Linked DNA regions of Sus scrofa: region 1 is linked to region 2. A link is a contact called in public HiChIP or PLAC-seq data. All regions are on one chromosome and are shown on one strand. Each heading gives the region's core, a stretch centred on a gene start, on an enhancer-like site or on the middle of the called end of the contact. The rest is flanking DNA. Distances are from core to core; before and after follow the strand shown.

Region 1 (3,830 bases), core at 65-2,564, 150 kb after region 2:
GCTGGCAGATGTAGCTCTGATTAGATCCCTAGCCTGGGAACCTCCATATGCCTTGGATGGGGCCCTAAGAAGCAAAAAAAAAAAAAAAAAAAAAAGGGAGACTTACTGGCCTGTCTTTCAAACTGTGCATCTCAACCACTAGTGGGTTCTGCAATCATCAAAGCGGGGTGAACCAGCATTTTAAAACCAATGAGAAAGAACGTGTCTGCGTGCATCACACGTAACAGGAGTGAGTATGGATTCATGCAACTTTTGGCTTATATGGATAGATATGTATGTGTATGTATGTACTGGGCCACATACTTTCTTATATGTGTTGTGGGTTTTAAAAACCACTGGCTTGGAGTTCCCACTGTGGCTCAGCAGGTTAAGGACCTAACATTGTCTCCGTGAGGATGCGGGTTCGATCCCTGGCCTTGTCTAGTGGGTTAAGGTTCCAGCATTGCCATGTGCTGCAGCGTAGGTTGCAGATGCAGCTCGGAGCCAGTGTTGCTGTGGCTGTGGTGTAGACCTCAGTTGCAGCTCCAATTCGACCCCCGATCCGGGAACTTCCATATGCTATAGGAGCAGCTGTAAAAAAAACCAGTAACAAAAACAAAAAACCACTGGCTTTGGGCATGACCTCCTTGAACCTCCATTTTCTCATCCGAAGATGAGAATAATGCCATTACCTTCTCTTTCTCTTCTTCGTGTGGCTGAGATGATCAGGTGATCCATTGGGGGCCCTCGAACAGTGCCAGGTACTCAGACACTCAAGTATCAGCTGAAGGAAGGAGGGCAGGCAGCTGAAGTACACCGTATACTATGAATCGCTGTCCCCAAACAAAGGGGCACGGCTGTCACCGCGAAAAGGATGCATATTAGAAAGAAATTCAGACAAAGGAGCCAGACTGCCCAGTTTTGGGTCCCTGTTTGGCTGCTTTACTAGCTCTAGACCTTTAGCCGGTGAACGAACCTTTCTTTGAGCCTCACTTTCTCCATCTGCAAACCAGGTACTAATATTAGTACTCTCTCCATGGGGTTGCTGTGAGGGTTGAGTGAGTTTGTACCAGAAGCTCTAAGAGCCTGAGTGTTAGCTGATACAATTATTCTCTCCACTTCTGGGAGAGAATGCAGGTTAGGGCCTGTTTGTTTCTATCCACACGCATTCCCTGAAGAAAGGGGAGGTGCCTGTTCTCACTGGAAGCAGGCCCCTCTTAGATTCCAGCCTGGCTCTCTTCTGTCATTGGGCCCAGTTTGAGTTTCCGTCTGTCTGGGTAAAGATAACACCGGATTTAGGGGCCAAGACACTCCCTCCCCGCCTGCCTTTCCAACGGCTCAAGCCTTCCAGACAAAAACAGTGGGGCTGGGGCCCCCAGTCCTGAGGCAACCCTGGTGGGTCCCTCCTCTCCCCCTCCTGTCCATCCAGGACCCCTGGCAGGTTCTTTCTTGAGCTGAGGCAAGAGTAGGAGGGACTGGCTGGAGGGCTCCAGGGAGAGGGGGCAGACCTCCTCGGCCACAGTCTCAGATGATAAGCCTAGAGATAAGGAATTCGACCTCCTTGAATGGCGGGCTCTCCCCAGGTACCCCGAGGCCAAGCCCTTTGCTCCTTGGGGTGACGTAACAAAGGGGCCCAGAGAAGAAAACCTGGCTGCCCGGCTCGCCTCCTCCTCACCCCTCCCCCGTTCCCGCAGCTCGGCTCTTGAGTGTGTGTTTTAACACTTCCTGCTATGCAAACGGCTGGGTGTGTGTACCCAGGCCTGTGGACACACACAGGTGCAGAGAGTCACACAGGAGCCTCTGTTCCTGCTGGCTTGCTGGCAGGTGTGGGAACCTTCCACACCCTCCAGGATCCTGCTGGGCTCAGATCACAAGGGGAGAGGGTTGGGAGCCTGGGCTGAGGCGGGGGTGAAGGAAGGGAGACGGACCCAAGGCTGCATCTGGCTGCCTTTGCCCGTGGCTCCTTCCAGCACCCAGGCCCCAGGATGCGGCCCCCCACCCCTCCCCGTCCCCCCAGGCCACAGCCTCCCAGCCATTGGGATATAGGAGGTGGTAGAGGAAGTGGGCCTTGTTTCTTTCCTCTGTTTCGAAAGGCAAGTTGCTGGGGGACAGAGCAGACAGACGACAGTGTGAAGTCACGCAATGAATTCGAACCCACCTGGCCCATCTTCCTCTGGAGGAGCCTGTTATGGGACCTCCAGAGCCGGGCCTTGTCCTCTGCCCTGGGCCACTGGGAGGAGGAAGGGCAGACGGGTGTGTCGCGCTTTGTCGGAAGAGCGGAGCTGGATTGGAGCTCTGTGTGGGCTCCCAGGCCTATATGTGGGACCTCACCAGATAAAAATAACTGCCTTCAAGGGTCTCAGGCCAGCCAAGGGCATGCACCCAGCACTTTCCCTTCCTCCAAAGGCCCCCTACCTTGTCCTGAGAACTGTGTGATGCCTGGAGCACAGGCCCTGTCCATGTGACCGGGCCCTGGCGAGCGCGGCTTCCCCTTTTGCAGCCGGTGGGAGCTGAGGAGGAAGCAGAGCAGTGGTGTCCTGTCTGTGCGTGGGTTTGAGTGCTTTCCCAGCAGCTTCTGAGAAATCCTGACACACACACCCCCGGCCGCCTCCACCAGGACTGTTCTCCTATTTCCTTTAATTTCCCCCCCCCGGTGGGGGAGGGGTTGTACCCTGGCAGGGACAGGGCCTCTGTGGCCACTTGGACCCTCCCCTGGACCTGGAGAGATCAAGGTAAAAAGGATAAATTAGCCCATGCTGGGGGCCGGCTGTGTGTCCTCCCCGGAGTGCTGGGAGCCGTGAGCCCAGTGAGGGGCCCACCCAGGGTTGCGAGGACACTGGTTTCCTCTCTGTCCCCCCGCTGGCAGGCTCACCCAGGCCCCGCCCCTCCACCTGCTCAGATCTTCCCTCTCCCATCCCCTCCTCTGTGCCGCTCTCTCCAGGCTGCACCAGCACGACCTTGGGACCAGTTGGTTGATATTTACGGTCCACGTTGAGTAATAGCTCTATCTTGCTTTGTCCACTAAATTGTTTCGTTTGTGTTGGTCCAGTTACCCAAATAGATTATAGCATTCTCCAGAACAAGGAGCATGAGTCATAAAAATAATCTCCTGAAGAGAAAATTAGACCCCGGCATTCCCCTGCTTCAGTCCCTCAGGGAAAGCCGGGTCACTGCATGGGCTTCGCAGCCGCATTCCTTCCCCTGTGCGATCTGGCTCTGCTCACCCCTCCAGCCCCCTGCCCGCGGCACAGGCTCACCGGCTTCCTTCCGGCTCCTCCTCTCCCTCCCCCAGCCATGCCCGCCTTGGGACCAGGAATACTGTCCCCTTTGTCCCATGCTCCCATTTCAGGTCAGTGTCCCCTTCTTGGAGAAGCTGTCCTTCAGCAGGACGACCCCGTCTTATTTCCTTCATTGCACTTTTGGGCCGTCATGTGTGTGATTGTTTCCTGGTGTTCTGTCTGGCTCCCCTCCCAGATGCACGGCTCCACAGGGGCAGTGATCAGTGAATCCCTGAATACCTCCCACCCCCGCTCTGGCCTCGAGTTAGGCACTCGGTCCATTATTTGTGGGGTGAATAGTAATAATAGTAGCAGCTAACATGTATCGATTGCCTTCTGTGTGCCAGGTACATATTCAATATTTTATATAAATTACGGTTTTTGATCTTCCCATCAGTGTTCTTAGGAAGGTAATGTTATCCCAGATTTACAAATAACGCTGCTGAGGCCCAGAGATGCTAAGTGATTTGCCCACAGCTATGAAGTGGCAGAATTGGGACTCTGGCCCACACTGCCTGGCCTGCACCAGGTGGAATCCCATCCTGCTTCCCAAGCAAAGGGCTGGACATTAAG
Region 2 (3,607 bases), core at 606-3,105:
CAGAAGCAGTTCCTGGGGATGGAACAGCCCATGCTGAGGTCCTGGAGGTGGGAGTGTGACATGCCTATACCTGCCTGCCCCCTCCTCCCGGCACCTACAAGCAGAGTGTCCAAGCTCTGTATTCTCCTGGGGTCTCACCCAGTGCCCACTCCTCCTGCCTCGGTTCCATGGGGAGTCTCCTGCCACTCCCTGAGGCCTTCTCAGAGGTACCCAATTCTCTCCTCTCCCAGGGCTCCAGGAAGGGGCCAGGGTTTGAGGTCCCCCTGCCCCAGAGAATGAGCGCTCCTGCGGAACAGTCAGGTGGCACACACTGGCGAGTGGTGTGAGCTTGGGCTGCGGGGGAGGTTCCAGAACATAAGGCTATTTTTAGCCTGGCACAGATGCCCAACTCCCCGCCAAGGCAGGGGGCGTGGTAGGTGGGAAGCAATCATTGTTATTATTTTATTAACCATTTAGGATGCCGCGGGCAGTGAGCCTCACCTGGTTTCATCACTAGTTTTCCTGATCACGATTCCTTCCTGCTTGTTACTTCAGGAACAGCATTCTTCCCAAGGGGCCAAAGAAGGGCCAGGGAGAAAATGAAATTGACCAAGTGACAATGAATGAGGGCAAAGAAGGGATACATATTCATCCTGCTCCATCAGCAGTGGGAGTGGGTCCAAAAAAACACTTAGCCTCACAAATTGCTCACTTATCCTCCCCATAGTGAGTTTGCTCCAAATGGTTTGGAAAACTATTGCTGCTCATCAAAGGCGGCAGGCCCGCTGCTGGAAGGGGGCCAGCGGGGGCCCGGCAGGAGTCTGAAATGCGCCTGGATTCATTATCTTTATCTAGTCCAATGTTTTAGTGGTAGGTTTTTGTTTGATTTCAAAGTGAGATGGTTAGGTCATTATGTGTTAAATTATAGCTTTTAATTAGCGAATCTATTGAAATGAAAAGCCTAAGAGAGGCTCACATGCCTCTTAAGTTTTTGTTTGGAATTTATAATTGTCGCTGTTTGGAAATGATTAGTTAGGGGCGTTAAAGTCTTTTTTTTTTTTTTTTAAAGAAAAGCCTCAAATTATATGTTGTTGGGGGAGGGGATAATGGGGGTGCCAGTAAGATAGATACACAAACCTTACAAGCGATGCTATTTGTATTATTACCCACACCCAGTGTCCTTGTATTTGCAGAAAAAGAGGGGGGATGGCTGTTTTCTGATCATTCATGTATGCTTCCCCAAGTTGAGCCGGCGTTGGGAATTGAGGCATCAATGGGTAGTGAGTTGGCCAGAAAAGTGGTTACACCTGATTACAGGTGGAGTTTTGTTTACCATTTACCCATTTTCGATATCCCCCAGAAGGTAGGGGAAATGGGGGGGCCCTGCCTCAACCTTGGTAGATTTTCCCCTTTGATCATCTGGTTTTTGCATTTGGGAGGAATAAGGAAGTTTCCTTGTTCTGACTTTGCGTCTGAGCCTTTCTCCCACCTGGCTTAGCGTGTGCTCGGTTAGTTGCAGAACAATCTTGGATCCAGCAGGGGGCGCGCCACTGCCTTTTTTTTTAGAGCTCCAGCTTCCATCTCTAGCGAAACCACACCCCCACCATCTGCGCCAATGGTGTGATTTTCTCCCGTGTCTGCGTTGGTTCTCCTCTGGTAACAGCAAGGATGTAGATTACAATCTCTGTGCCTTGGGCTTCTGGCTGGGAGCGGTGGTTAAGACGAGTACCCTGGTTTTCTTCATCTTCTCACACCCCAGAAGAGCATGACTGCCCCCTGCACAGGGGGCCGAGGCAGCGAGAGCCCCGAGGAGTTTGAGCCACTTCCCCCCATTCCTTTGCTCTGTGTTCTGCAGGTGCCACGACAGCGGGTGGGAAGCCTCTCTAGGGTGTGGGGTGGACACACATCCACCGTCCCTCTTCCGATCTCCTGTGGTGCTTGGACATCTTGTACCTTGAGCAGCAAATCCATTAGAATGGAGACCAGGGTTGTCCTCTGATCTATTCCTGAGACTCAGCACAGGGCTAATACGGGATACATGATACATAATGCATGAATGAATTCGTGTAAACTGTTGTTTTAATTATTTCATTCTTTCTGTACTGAGCATGTACTTCGTGCCAGGCACTGAGGAACTAGGGATTAAAATATAATCCCTGTCCTCTAGGAGGCTACAATCTGGAGACAAAGACATGACTCTGGGCAACTAGAATTTCTAGCTTCCCCTAGTTAGTGGCCAACTAACTTCATTTAGCCAGCAGGATCCATACCCGTCACAGAGCAGGGGTACATATTGGCTGGACAGACAATATCCTTCTGAAATTAAACCATTTCTTGGAGTTCCCATCGTGGCTCAGTGGTTAATGAACCTGACTAGTATCCATGAGGAGGTGGGTTCAATCTCTGGCCTCGCTCAGGGGGTTAAGGATCCGGCTTTGCCGTGAGCTGTGGTGTGTGTAGGCTGCCAGCTACAGCTCTGATTTGTCCCCTAGCCTGGGAACCTCTATATGCCACGGGTGTGGCCCTAAAAACACAAAAAGCAAACAAAAACAAAAAACAACCCCACTTAGCAGTGAACTTGACTCCCACCTTTTTTCCCAAGGGTGTGAGGGCAGGGCAGGGTTCTAATTCAGATGCCTCAGTCTCCGATGACTTTGAAGCTCCCAAGGACACTCCACATCCCATACTTGCCAGGAAAGCAGGTCACTTCGCAAAGGTCCCTTTGGACCCACAGCCCTTTGGCTGTGCATCAGCGTCTCTGGGAGTGATTTTTCCCTCAGAAGGAGAGATGAGAAAATAGCCCACTAATAAATAGCACTTTGTCCTAGAGGACTTTGGCTGTAATTGAGGTTTTGTTTGTTTTGATTTTGTTTTAGGCGGTAGATTTGATGTGTGGCCACCCCACCTTGCTTTCATCTTTATTCTTAATGATCACACTTAACTCCACTTACAGGAGTAATCAAAGAGGTGAAACCCTCTCCCTGCAGGGAGAATAGCACAGTTAAGAAGCCTGGAAAAAGGAATTGTTTTCTGATGAGCAAATGTCAAATTTTATAGGAGATTAGCTTTGGGTATTAACGAGAAGGTTGTCATTATGGCCTGAAGCAACTATTCGCATCTCTAGAGCTCTGATGGCCAAGAAAGCAGAATAACTGTTTGAGAAGTGCTTTAATGTACATATTTTCGTCCCTGAAAAAGGCTAGAGCATAAAACAAGTAAACAGAAAGACGCTAAATCTTTTTGACTCTTGCAGCAATAAAACCCCAAAACTTAGTTTTTATAATTTCATGGTATTGAAGATTTTACTAGAATTGACATTTTGTAAATCACACAATGGCTCCGGCTCCAGCTGTGTGCACTGGTTTTAATCAAATACTGTCTGTCACTTAGATTACATTTCTCCCTCCATAGCCCCCCAGCTATGGGTCCCAATGACTGCAATTAAAACCACTTCACTACATGGTTTTACAGGGGAATTCTACCAAACCTTTAAAGAGAAAATAATCTCAGCGCTGTTTAAACTGTTACATGCTATAGAAAGAGAAGGAAAATATTCAAAATCTTTTAGAAATAAGAGCATAAGACTGATATCAATCCCATGAAGACTTCACTAAATATATATAGGTGT

The links. HiChIP or PLAC-seq counts read pairs in DNA pulled down with a chosen protein or histone mark.
Region 1: an H3K27ac HiChIP or PLAC-seq map of alveolar macrophages shows a contact between it and region 2. The contact joins two enhancer-like sites. A contact is called at or near these places in 1 of 47 Hi-C or Micro-C datasets (epiblast stem cells) and 1 of 2 datasets of contacts at active chromatin or transcription factors (alveolar macrophages).

The regions. Positions count from the first base shown.
Region 1 is chr12:46,822,752-46,826,581 of Sscrofa11.1, forward strand. All of the region lies in intron 2 of ABR (active BCR-related), which reads left to right. Among named protein-coding and RNA genes, the nearest start is that of ABR, 12 kb to the left of the region's middle. Within about 2 kb of position 1,315, at least 52 of the 83 cell types and tissues checked have an H3K27ac peak or open chromatin away from gene starts, as enhancers often do. A contact at or near this core is called in alveolar macrophages, where this site is marked.
Region 2 is chr12:46,672,851-46,676,457 of Sscrofa11.1, forward strand. No RefSeq gene overlaps it. Among named protein-coding and RNA genes, the nearest start is that of BHLHA9, 31 kb to the left of the region's middle. Within about 2 kb of position 1,856, at least 10 of the 83 cell types and tissues checked have an H3K27ac peak or open chromatin away from gene starts, as enhancers often do. A contact at or near this core is called in alveolar macrophages, where this site is marked.